Regions from separate parts of the Zea mays genome. Here region 1 is linked to region 2. A link is a contact called in public Hi-C data. All regions are on one chromosome and are shown on one strand. Each heading gives the region's core, a stretch centred on a gene start, on an enhancer-like site or on the middle of the called end of the contact. The rest is flanking DNA. Distances are from core to core; before and after follow the strand shown.

Region 1 (6,809 bases), core at 3,837-6,336, 170 kb after region 2:
TTGTGGCTCCTCCCCTTTGTGAAGCCGGAACCGACCGAGCTCCCCCTCGATCGTTTCCCGCTTGGTGATCTTGGTGAGCTCGTCTCCCTCGTGCGCGGTTTTGAGTACATCCCAAACCTCCTTGGCGTTCTTCAACCCTTGTACTTTGTTATATTCTTCTCTACTTAGTGAGGCGAGGAGTATTGTTGTGGCTTGTGAGTTGAAGTGCTCGATTTGGGCCACCTCATCCTCATCATAGTCTTGATCCCCTATTGACGGTACCTGCGCACCAAACTCAACAATATCCCATATACCTTTGTGGAGCGAGGTTAGATGAAATCGCATTAAATCGCTCCACCTAGCATAATCTTCACCATCAAAAGTTGGTGGTTTGCCTAATGGGACGGAAAGTAAAGGTGTATGCTTTGAAATGTGAGAGTAGCGTAGGGGAATCTTACTATACTTCTTGCGCTCTTGGCGCTTAGAAGTGACGGATGCCGCGTCGGAGCCGGAGGTGGAAGGTGATGAAGTGTCGGTCTCGTAGTAGACCACCTTCCTCATCCTCTTGTGCTTGTCACCGCTCCGATGCGGCTTGTGGGAAGAAGATTTTTCCTTCTTCTCTTTGTGATGAGAAGAAGATTTCTTCTCCTTCCCTTTGTTGGAGGAGATCTTCTTCTTCTCCTTCCTCTTGGTGCGGGACTCTTCCGATGAAGTGCTCCCTTGGCTTGTAGTGGGCTTTTCGCCGGTCTCCATCTCCTTCTTGGCGTGATCTCCCGACATCACTTCGAGCGGTTAGGCTCTAATGAAGCACCGGGCTTTGATACCAATTGATAGTCGCCTAGAGGGGGGGGTGAATAGGGCGAAACTGAAATTTACAAATATAAACACAACTACAAGCCGGGGTTAGCGTTAGTAATAAAGAAACGAGTCCGCGAGAGAGGATGGAAAACAAATCTCAAGCGAATAAGCAAGTGAGACACAGAGATTTGTTTTACCGAGGTTCGGTTCTTGCAAACCTACTCCCCGTTGAGGAGGCCACAAAGGCCGGGTCTCTTTCAACCCTTCCCTCTCTCAAACGATCCCTCGGACCGAGTGAGCTTTCTCTTCTCAATTACTTGGAACACAAAGTTCCCACAAGGACCACCACAAGTTTGGTGTCTCTTGCCTCAATTACAAGTGAGTTTGATTGCGATGAAAGAATCAAGAAAGCACGATTAAAAAAGGCCAAGCGACAAGAGCGACAAATAACACACGGATCACTTTCTCTCTCAAGCTACTAATCACTAATGATCTCTTTCCTCAATAGTGAAACTTGGAGAGATGGAGGCTTTGAATGTGTCTTGGAATGGATTGCTAGCTCTTGTATTGAATGTTGAAGGTTGGAATGCTTGGATGTTGTGAATGGAGGTGGTTGGGGTTGTATTTATAGCCACCAACCACTTCCTAGCCGTTGGGCCATTCTGCTGAGCGCGGACGGTCCGCGAGCCAGGTCCGGACGGTCCGACCCTGTAGATCAACAGCTGAAAATGCAACGGTCAGCAGTAACGGCTATATCAACGGCTATATTGCATTTAATGCGTCGTCAGATGTCAGACAGAGCCAGTCGCGGACGGTCCGGTCGTGCACCCCGGACGGTCCGTGAGGCCCCCTATAATTCATTTCTCCGAACCCGTTACCTTCGGGTTTTTCGGTTTCTTACCGACCAGACGGTCCGCGCCTGAGGCCGGACGGTCCGCGCGAGGGCTCAGACGGTCCGCCCTTTTCCTCCGGACGGTCCATAGTGGAGACTTGTCTTTTTTTGCATTGGTTCTGTCCGAAGGGTATACTGTTGTCGCGGACGGTCCGCCGTAGTGGCCCGGACGGTCCGCGCTTGGCCTGTTTTTCCAAAAAAACTTCTCCTGTCCGGAATAATCTACGGTATTCCGAACAGTCGATTTTTGTATAGTTATAGATGAACCTTTGGCACCTGTAGAACATATAATCTAGAGCAAACTAGTTAGTCCAACAATTTGTGTTGGGCAATTCAACCACCAAAACTATTTAGGAACTAGGTGTAAGCCTAATTCCCTTTCACACTTGGTATAGAGTTAGGACCTTTATTTTTTTACTTTGGTCGTACTATAAAGATGGGTTGTGGATGAGTAGCTTGACCAAGGCATGTCTAGTGTAGTGTCAGTGCATGCACACGCTTAAAACTAGCATTAGGTGTCACTCAAAAGCCCACACAAAAGTTGGAGTCAAAATCGTTTGAAAAAATCACGAGTTAGATTTGTTTGAAGTGTTCAGGGGCATTAGACTGTCTGGTGGTGCACCGGACTGTCCGGTGGCTCTCCGGACGTTCAACACAGAGAGGTTGCAATTTGCCCCTAGTATGAGTTCGAGCACCAGACTGTTCGGTGGCACCCAAGACTACCGACCCAGAGGACATGCAATCTGCTCCCTATTTGAGAAGTAGCACCGGGCTATCCATTATGCATCAGGCAGGTTCTTGTTGGCTATCTGGTGTGCTCTTAGTGTAACAGCTAGTTGTCAGGTTTAATCGCTGGCGTGCACTGATGGCGAACCAGACTGTCCGGTGCACCCACGCACAATGCAACACAATAACGTCTAGTTTTGGGTGGTTGGGCTATTTATACCCCATCCACTAGCTATATTGATTGTCTTGCTGCCTAGCAACCTAGTATTCATTGCTTTGAGCTTGCAAGTCCACATTGCTTAGTGAGGTGATTAGCGAATTTATAATCCCACATTAGGACATCATTAGTGCAAGTGAGAGTCACCTAGAGCACACACCTCATGCATTAGACCTCCCTTGGTCAAGTGAAAGTCTATGGCTTATTACTCTTGGTGATCGGCATCACCTAGACGACTCGGTGACATTTGGAGTGCGGCGATCACCCTGAAGGATTTATTGGTGACCCGACTCAAGCTTGTCCGTGGTCATGAGGGAGCCACCATGCCGGAGAGGTAAAGGATCATCTCATAGTGAGCACTTGATCATTGTGAGGACTAAGGGGGGAGTGATACCCTTGCACGAGTGCTCCAACAAGGACTAATGGAGAGTGCTGACTCTCCGATATCTCGTAAAAATTTGGAGGGGTTTTCTTGCTCCTTGCTTTACATTCCACATTTACTTTAAGCAATTTATTTTCAGTATTTTCATTCTTAGTATTTGCCATGATAACTTAGGGTTTGTTTAGCATTTTCTAGCTTTTGTGATTTAGCTAAGAAGTTAGGTGAAGTTGGGCTCTTATTTAGGGTTTAATCTTTTACAAGAAATTTAGAAAAGCCTAATTTATCCCTCTCTTAGGTATCTTAATCCTTTCAGACTAAACCTAAAGTGGTGGACTACTTCCCTCTCATTCCGAGAGTTGAGAGGCAGTTGGGGGACACATCTAGGTACCTCTCTCTAGCTAGTCGGCTAGAGCTCGTGAACTCCTGCTTCTCATCCCTCCGAACATTTTTTATGTGTTCTCTTAGGCTTCCAATTGCGGTGTGGAGAGGTGTTGAGCTAATTTCTAAGAAGCATGCTCTTGTCGTGTAGGATTTGGGTCTCTAGACCAAAGTGTGTCGGAGGACTTGGAGTCATCAACATGCGGCACCACAATTAGGCTCTCCTTATGAAGTTTCTTAACAAGTCCTTTAATAGACTTGATCAGTCCTCGGTGGATCTTGTCTTGAGTAATCACTACCGCCGGGGGAGGTTTCCCAATGTCCAAAAGAAATGTCCCTTCTGGTGGCGTGATGCGCTCTAAGCACTTCTAGTTTTTTGTTCCAATATCAAAGTTAAAGTGGCGGATGGTCGTTCGGTCCCCCTTTGGTTTGATAACTGGAGACATGATAGATTGGTTGACGCATTCGTGGAGCTTCTCTCATTTGCGGTGGTGGAGGAGGAGGCGATGGCGTCTATGACCACGACACTGGTGCAGGGTCAAAGGTCGCACCTTTGGCTGGTGGCTTTGGATTAGTGGTTTGAACGAGTGTAAATATGTAGAGGGCGAGGATGAGGAGTAAAGGGACACGACGCAGGACAACGCTCGCGCATGATCGAATGAGCAAGGGGGAGGGTGCACCCGATAGCGGTATAGATGTACAGAAAGCCTTTAGCATGAAAGCTCGACCCGAAGCATGTTTTTTGGCCCGATGCGAGCCCGGTTTGGCCTACTTTTATACGGGCCTGGGCCAGCCCGACATGAATAAGCGGGCCGGGCCCAGACAGGAAACTAAGCCCCACGGGCTAGCCCGACACGACTCGTTTACCTCTAAGTCCGTCAAGCCCTTTTTTTGCACTAAACCGTGCTTAGCAGCCCACTTAGCTTGTTTTCAGCCCGCTTTTTTCGTGCTTACCGACTCGGTCCGATCCGTTTAGGCCCGCAGTGGGCCAGACTCGGATAAGAAAACGAGCCAACATGTTTGGATGTTTTGGCCCGGTTTTCTAACCGTTTGGCTATATCTAGATAGTGGGGGCCGGGGGCGAGGGGAAGGGTGAGTTTGAAATGGGCAGGGTCTCAAGGAAGAGGAGCCACGGTTACACGTAGGCGTCAGCGCGAGTGGAAGGAGCAGTTGACGAAAGCTGTGCACAATTGAGTTGGAGGGACGTTTGACGCACAAAGAAATTCACAAAAGGAGTACAAAGGTAGTGTTTGGTTGAGGAGACAAGTAGAACAGAGCTGTTCGATCCCTGATTCTAGAACGGAGGCGCTCTGTTCTATGTTTGGTAAGCTGGAAAGGAACGACTCTATTTTTTGTTTGGTTGTAGAGTGAACTGGAACAGAGCGGCTCTATTTTTTGTTTGGTTGCAGAGGGAGGCGCGTGAGCTGCTGCGCACGGATGGGAGGGCGAGCTGTGTGAGCGAGCTGGAAACGGAGCAGCTCCGTCCCATTGATTTTTTGGAGTAGGATGGTTCTGAATCTAAGGAGAATATTCTTTAATTGGAGCTACTCCGTTCTAGTTACTTTGTAATCAAATAACAACAAAACTAGAACATAACCGTTCCGTTCTACTTGCTTTTCAACCAAAGCAACAGTACCCACCCCATCCCTGGCCCCGCTCCCGCACCGCAGCGCATCCGCCCCCAAAATTTGAAATCACGACTGGGAGGGATCCCGAACGACGGTCCAAAATTTTCCCTACCCAACCCCCTCTATCCATCCTGTCCCGTTCCGCTCCGCCGCCGCCGTCGACCGCACGAGATGCCGCCGGCCGAGGACGCCCCACCGCAGACCCCCCCTCCCGCGCGCTGGACGGCGGCCGGGTCGCGGGTGCTGCTGCAGTCTCCGCCTCCAGCGTTCCCGCTCGGATCCAATGACGACCAGCAAGAACGCGCCCGCGCCCGCGCGGCGGCGCGTGCCGCCTCCGTCCGCCGCCGATCCCTCGCCGCCTCCATTGCGCCCTCCAAGGACCCGCGCCACGACCTCCTCAACCGCGAGCAGGTCATGGACCTCTTCCATAACTGTATCAAGCTCGCATCGGAGAACGTAGGTGCCTAGCCCGCCTCCTAAACCTAGCCCGCTCCATTCCTCTCGCTAAGCTTCTTCGTTGCGTTCTTTCTGGGGAAATTTCGGCAGAAAATTAACCAGAAGAACACGTGGGAGCTAGGCCTAATCGATCATCTCAGCGAGATCATCCAAGCGGGGGTGGACGAGGACGAGGAGACCAACTTTCAGAAGGTACCGACCTGCAAAGATCTCCCATTTCCTCCTCTCTTTGTAGCCTTCTTAGTACAAATTTGTCTAGAGGGAGATTCGTCTACTGTATTTGAATTTGTTGGCAATAATGTGGTACTTTTATGGAACAGGCAAGCTGCACACTGGAGGCGGGGGTCAAGATATATTCACTTCGTGTGGATTCAGTGCACTCCGAGGCTTACAAGGTGCTTGGTGGGATAAACCGTGCCGGAAGGGGTGAAGAGGCTGGTGAGGGTGCACTGGAATTTTAATGGATTCTGATGTGTACCACTTTGATTGCAGTTTTACTTCTTTATTAGGGAGCTGTATCCAGTGCAAATTACATGCTCTTATGCCGAGTATGGCTGAATTGCTCGAGTTACAAATTCAAAAAGAATGACCTATACATGATAGGTTCATGATTTTGCTGGAAATCTATGCTGCTTCATTATGGTCTTCTGGTTTGGTGCTTGACGAAAAAGATTTGGAGAAAGGAAAAAAACTGCACTTTTTTTTTTGCTTTTTGTCTTCATCCAGTGCAAATTGGTCTATGCTGGGTATCACTAAACTTGAGTTAAAAACTCTAAAGTAAGGGGGTGTTTGTTTGGGATTATAATCTCAAACACCCCTAAGTTGGCATGCAGTGTGGTTTTATGAGTTAATGGAAAGGTCACTGTTCTAAGGGCCTGTTTGGAAGCACCCAGTTTTTAGAAACTGGTTTATGAAACCGGAGTACTTCCAAACAATACTAGTTCATGTCCTAGTTTCTAGTTTATAGAAACTGGATTCCTAGTTTCTTAAAAACCAAGAAGCCTGCATCCCCTAGCTAAAACCAAATTTTGTCTGTTTAATAACATTATTCCCTTGTTTATTTCATGGAATTTACATCTATTGCCACCACTTTTTAAAATAGAGGAAGGTTAGGCTAGTCAATGCATATGCAAAAAACTAGAAACTGGTTTCTTAGAAACCGGGTTCCAAACACCCTCACCCAATTTTTATTTAAAAACGAGTTTATAGCAAATGGTTTCTTAAAAACCGACATGCTTCCAAACAGGCACTAACTTGATTGGAAGATTAAATATGTTTTAAAACCTTTTCATTGTTACCCATGTTAGAACTGTCCTGTTTTTTGGTATTCCTTGGGTGAAATTGATCAACTTA
Region 2 (6,315 bases), core at 3,162-5,661:
GTATTTGATTTGGATACCTTACAAATATTAATGTCTAGAGTCATATATAGACTAACCATTTAGTATTTAAACCCTTTTGGGACAGATGGATATTGGGAAATATACATCCTGTTTCCATCCCTACGTAGAAGCAAAAGGTTTCTTTGCATCCTGATTGGTTGTTCTTGTCACTGTTTTCAAGTCGTCCGATTAATCACGATTAATCGTCCAAGTCGGTTTGGACCAATCGCGATTAATCGCCCAAGTCGGTCAGCCAGAACGACCAATAAGTCGTCCGACTTGAAAACAATGGCTTGTGTCCTGTAACTAGTCAGCTGTGAGACAAACATGTGTTTGCATGTACCTCATTTAGTTTATGATAAGCAAAGTAAAATGAAAATGATGTATTACAATACCATGTGTGCATGTCTGCACATACTCATTAATTTACTATCAGTAAAGTAAAATTAAAATGTTGTGATGACATAAGGGTGTTCCTTTTCCATTTAGTATGGCCTGCTGATAAAATTTCTATCTTATTCAACCATTACTCTTGGAATTCAGATATATACGTATAATTTAGTTGTATCAAATAACTAAGAATCCTTCCATGAGCTAGAAGGAAGCTTGAATTTAAAATAATAAAGTATCCCAGATGGGATGCAATACAATATTAGTGTCCAGGCCAAAGTGATCTGGGAATTCCAAAGGGTAGTGAAAATCATCTGTACATTCTGGTAGAATATGTTGTGCTTGTTTCACATCGTAGTCATGCTATTCTGTCTGGTTTCTACTAGTATTTTGTAACTTCTGTCTACTCACAGCCCTTATTTCAGCCTACAGAAATATCTCAGTACACAGATCTGTAACAAGATGTTTCCAATATTGCAGGTGTGAGACAATCTTAAAGCCAGGCTTCAACTGCACTGTCCGCATAAGGAACAAGAGAAATAAAGCAAAACGTCGGAAGAAATCAAACTGTTGTCAGAACAGTGTTTCCTATGCATGCCATTTCTGTGGAGATCAGAACCTAATATTGGGTAGTGGGAAGGGTGTTGTTCAGAGCCTGTTACTGTCAAGAGGGCATGCTACCATGAACTCATCCCATATAATTGTGAGAGGAAACGGTAGCAACACAAGAGCACATGATAAGAAAGAAGTGCTTGAGCTTTCTCAAGCAGCAATTTTGCAAGTGGAATCGTCATCTCTGTTGAGGCAGTCGACTACTGAAAGTGACGAGCATGGCGAAAGGTTAAATTGTAATCTTGATGAACAGATGCGTGAAACTAGCCATATTTTTCCTGAGAAGGTTAGGATATGTGAAGCTACTTTGCAAGCAGAACTTGCACCTGGTTCATCATTTGTCACGCCTCAGAAAATGAAACCACCGGTGGTGACTGTTGCAAAAGATTCAGCAGGACTACTCAAGACAGGAAGTGGCATGATTTCTGGCTCAGCCATTGACGCCCTCTCAGGCTCCAGCAAGTCTGCCTCGAATGGCTCTAGAAATAATGTGAAATATGCAGCAAGAGATTCTTCTCAGGTTTCTGGCAGCTCAAGGAAGCGGGCAAGGAAGGGTTGGACAACGCTGAAACAGATGGCTGAGAAGGATGAGCTCGAGAGGAAGGAGAAGATGGGGAATTTTGTAATCCCGTTCTTCATGCAGTAAGTGGGATGCTAAAATATTTGCCGGCATTGTGATCGTTTGGTCATTAGTTTATCTATTGAGAAGGACAGTGTTTTTTTTTGCCGGCTAGATTTTGCAGTATTAAAGATACGAGGTTAACAAAGTTTGGTTGAATTAACAACATGTGATTAAAGGGGAACACGTCCAAGGCGAGCCATCAGCCATAGCAACATTATATCCTGTTGCGGTGCGATTGCCTACGTTCAGCCGGAACTTTGTAATCCAGCTGCAAAATCTAATAGCTCGCTCTACGCCCAAAATTACATTGTCGGCAACAAATTCTAGACGAACCATGATAACATTGACGATGAACCTAAAAACGCAGAAGCATTTTGAGTCTTCCTCATCAATGAGTAGTAAACTAAGCAAAAGAAAAATCACTTCCTTGTCAAGGAGCTTAGGAGTTGTTTGGAAGCAAAGTATTTTTTTGGGTTTTCAGATAAAAGTATGATATTAGAGCATATCATGTTATTCTTCGTCAGGAGGTGTTTGACTATATTGTAAAAACTCAGTTGTGAATATCATTGTTTAATAGTTACCATGATATTTTTGGAGTATTTAAAACTCCACTCGAACCCACTAGGACTAGCTTCTTGCATATACACTAAATACCATGGTTTAATATACTTTGTTTTCAAACTAGTATTTCTTGAGCTGATGTAAAAAATACCATGATTTGCCATGACATTTAAAACCTATAGTATTCTAAAACCATGGATTTAAAATACTTTGCTTCCAAACAAGTCCTTAACTTCTTAGCAAAATCAATTCTCAGCAAAATCATATGGACCATGCCAAAAAAAAGGCCGAGTTCACTAGTGTATGACCAGGACTTATATGGTCCAACGAAGAAAATACACTTCCAACATTCACTACGAGGTGATAGGACTTCGGTTGCAACATAAGCAAAGATTGAACTCAGAACTAACAGTAAGTAACGTATACTTCATGTAATTCAGTTTACTCAACTGTTTGCCCCCCTTGACCTGTCCATATATTTGATGTGCACACAATGATGATGAGATCTGCACTGATTTACTATTCTTATTAGTATGTCCAAATATAATTGAAAGATCAGTAACAGTTTATTTGGAACTAGTCCGTTAAAAAATCACATGTCCCGTCCGTTGATGACAGATTTGGACATTAAAGATACAGTACAACATTGATTGATTATGCCACTTCACGTCTACATGTACGGATTCAATCAAGGGCCTCCATCAATTTAGGGAGCTGCACTGGGTAGCGGTGGATACAGTCGGCCCACGGCCCAGCAGCGTCGGCGGCGGGCTCGATGCACTCCCACGCCACGCTGCTGCAGTCGAAGCCGGCGCCGAAGGAGATCATCCACACGCGGTCTCCCTTCCTCATGCTGCCCTTGGCCTCGATGTACGCCAGCTCGTACACCACCGAACTGCTGGACGTGTTCCCGAACCGGTGCAGCGTCATCCGCGACGCCTCCACGTCCTCGTCGGAGAGGCCGAGGCCGCGCTGCACCTCGTCGATGACCCCGCGCCCGCCGGCGTGGATGCAGAAGTGCTCGAACGCGGTGCGGAAGTCCGGGCGGTACACCCTCCCCCGGCTGCTCTGTACTAGCCTCCGCCTCAGGATGGACAGAGCGACGAGGAGCTTCTCCGAGGCAGGCAGGACCAGGGGCCCGAAGGCGACGATGTTGCTTTTCAGGGTCTGGGCGGCAGTGGGCACGAGGTCCTTGGAGAGCCGGATCCCCGTGTTGCTCTCCTCGTCCTCCACCTGGAACACGCACCGGTAGGCGGCGTCCCGCGCGGAGGCCACCGTGCGCACGACGCGGGCGAGCCGGAACCGCGCGCCTCGGGCCGCGGTGTTGGACATGATCATGGCGGCGGCGCCCATGCGGAAGAGGCAGTTGGGCAGGAGCATGGAGCGGTCCATGCCGACGTAGTACTGCGACGAGAGGATCTCCGTGGACACGATCAGCGCGTGCGTGCCCGGCGGCGCCACCTGCAGCATGTTCCTGGCGAGACCGATCGAGATGAGCGCCGCGCTGCACCCCATCCCGGACAGGTTCACGCTCCGCACGTCGGCGCGCAGCTTGTACCTGTTCACGATCATGTCCGTGAACACCGGCGTGGGCGTGAAGATGCTGCAGTTCACGATCACCACGCCGATGTCCGCGGGCGTCACGGCCGTCGTCCGGGCGAACACATCGTCGACGGCGGAGAAGATGACCAGCTCGGTCTCGTCCAGGGAGGCCCTAAAGCTGCGGTCCGGGGGCAGGTAGTGGTAGGCGTACGGCACGCAGGTCTCCTCGCCGATCCCGGACCGCTGGAGGAGCCGCCAGCCCCAGCTGATGTCGTCCTCGTTGACCAGGTACGGCAAGAGCCGCACGTGCTCCAGGCACGTCGCGAACGGCGCCCGGAAGCACGGCTTGGGCCAGAAGCAGCCGTACTCCACGAGATACACGTCGCTCGGCCGGCTCATGCGCCTCAGCTTCGCGAGGGCCGCCGTCAGGATCGCCGCCGTGAGGACGTGGAGTGGCCGCACCGCGTGCAGCCGGCAGGCAAGGTCCTCGATGCTGATCGGCCATGCAGCGAAGAGCACGGCGACGACAGAAACCATGGCGAGGACGGCGAGGAAGTTGTCGGCGACGAGCCGGTACGATGCCTTGAGGGCCTTGGCCTTACGAGACGACGACGATCCCGGCGCCATTTCGATCTTTTTAGTGTCAGCGGAATCTTCGATGCATGTGAGAGTGTCGAAGAGATGAAGAAGGTGCGCCGTGTTCCTGTCAATTTAAAGGGCGAGAATGCAGATCATCAGGGTATACATTTTCGTCGGATTTAAATGTTTCATACGCTACCGAAAACAGAAAATGGAATGAAATTTGTCGAATTTTAAAGCAGAATCCTTAAATTTCTCGGCGGGTTTCGTATAATTTAGACCGGAAAATGCTGATTGTGTTGGAAAAAATAAAAAAAATGATAGAATCATATAGTAATGTATATATTCACGTTGCATAATAAGTAACAATAATTTCACATATAATTCGTTCATCAGAATAAAAACCATATATATGCAAGTACAAAATATATGCATTAGTCTTTAGTTTGTACTGCTCCTTAATAATATAACTCCACAACGGTGACATACAAGTTCATATAAAAGGTTTTGCGTAATATAATATAAAGGTTCACACAATTCAAAGGTTGAAGATAATTTGATACATAGGACATGAACAACTGGAATAGCCTCCTTTGCACATGATGACCACAATACCGGAATATACTGCTTTGCCGAGTATCACCAATAGTATGCCGAATTCTACATATAGCACATAAATAATAATAAAACTATAGCACTCAAATAATAATATAACATGTAAATAGTATTAAGCAATAGGAATAATACTAACACTACTAGGTGAGTAAAATAATACTAAAACTATAGCACGCAAATAATTCTGCAAATAATACCTGGTAGTGTTATACCAAATAATACCTGCAAATAATACCTAATTCTGCAAATAATACATGCAAATAATAATTCTACATATAGCACGCAAATAATACCACTATCCTAATGTAGATATCTAACCCTCTATTGCCGTTAACTATCCTTGATAGCATATACTAAGTACTAACAAGTAAACCTAATACCTGATAACATATATAACAACTAGCCCTAACATTTGTTAACATATAGTATATGCTACATCGCTATATGTCATTTCCATAACATATATACAAGTATATATGCATTAACATGTATACATCAATGCACGGACTTCGCTCCAAAACTGAAGTTTCTCGCTGCGGTGCTGTTTTTTCAAAGAAATTTACCTATCAAATGCGTTTAGATCGATTCAGAAGACCCGGAAAAAGTTCTGATTTTTTTATCATATTTTTTCTCTGGTTTATATTTCCCGCGCCGAATTGAAAAATGTAAAAGTTTGACAAAATTTGCGGAATTTCGAACCAGATTTGATTCACTGATGCCGTGGCGTTCTCGGCTGTGGGGGTGCAGTGCGCTGCGCGACATCAAATTGTGGTTGATGGGGACGCAACCACCAACGTCGCAACCGTGCGAGATTCGGGACGTCGTTAAATGCTCGTTAAACGACGCGACCCACCGGCCAGTTTGGAAGGAAAAGCATCGGAATCCTTCACATGGCATGCAGTGGCAGCTTATTCCCTTTGTAGTGGCCGATTAATTAATACCCCATGCATGCTAGGTCGCCGTCAGTGTGCAGTCTACGATCCACGCCAAGTGCTACTGTGTGGTACGGTACACCGTGCGCTGTACACAGTGTTTCGCAATGGCTGATCGACAAGAGCATTTGTTGCTGCCAGCACGTACATATCACTGAGTGTGTATGGATCATGTGATGTGACCTTGGCTTTGTCACTCCCGCAATAATCGTTCTTGGGGGTAGATGCTTTTTGCCTTTTTTTTTACTCATGTTTCGAAGCGCAGTTTTACATTACTTTTTTTCTTCAAATCGGTGTAACTATACATTACTTGACTAGGGCCTCCTTTAGAACAAAGGAAAGGTGAAGGGATTTTGAAATATTAAAATGCTGTAGTAAATTTTTCTATGTGATCCTTTGGAACAAAAAGTTGAGTTCCTATAAATCTTATAAAATTTCTAAAGAATAGACCATTGTAGTGAG

The links. A called contact is a pair of places that touch in the nucleus more often than the background predicts.
Region 1: a Hi-C map of ear shows a contact between it and region 2, with 2.2 times the contacts expected there. The contact joins the promoter of LOC100278159 here to the promoter of LOC100272813 in region 2. A contact is called at or near these places in 2 of 25 Hi-C or Micro-C datasets (ear and tassel).

What each region holds. Positions count from the first base shown.
Region 1 is chr3:234,335,374-234,342,182 of Zm-B73-REFERENCE-NAM-5.0, forward strand. It overlaps LOC100278159 (condensin complex subunit 2), which reads left to right and starts at 5,087. Exons shown (of 13, transcript NM_001151526.1): 1 at 5,087-5,456; 2 at 5,547-5,648; 3 at 5,777-5,894. The coding sequence starts at 5,172.
Region 2 is chr3:234,163,642-234,169,956 of Zm-B73-REFERENCE-NAM-5.0, forward strand. LOC100272813 (3-ketoacyl-CoA synthase) reads right to left here and starts at 4,412. Exons shown (of 1, transcript NM_001147266.2): 1 at 2,754-4,412. The coding sequence starts at 4,354. The coding sequence ends at 2,870. It overlaps LOC100277160, which reads left to right. Exons shown (of 2, transcript NM_001150809.2): 2 at 871-1,803. The coding sequence ends at 1,648.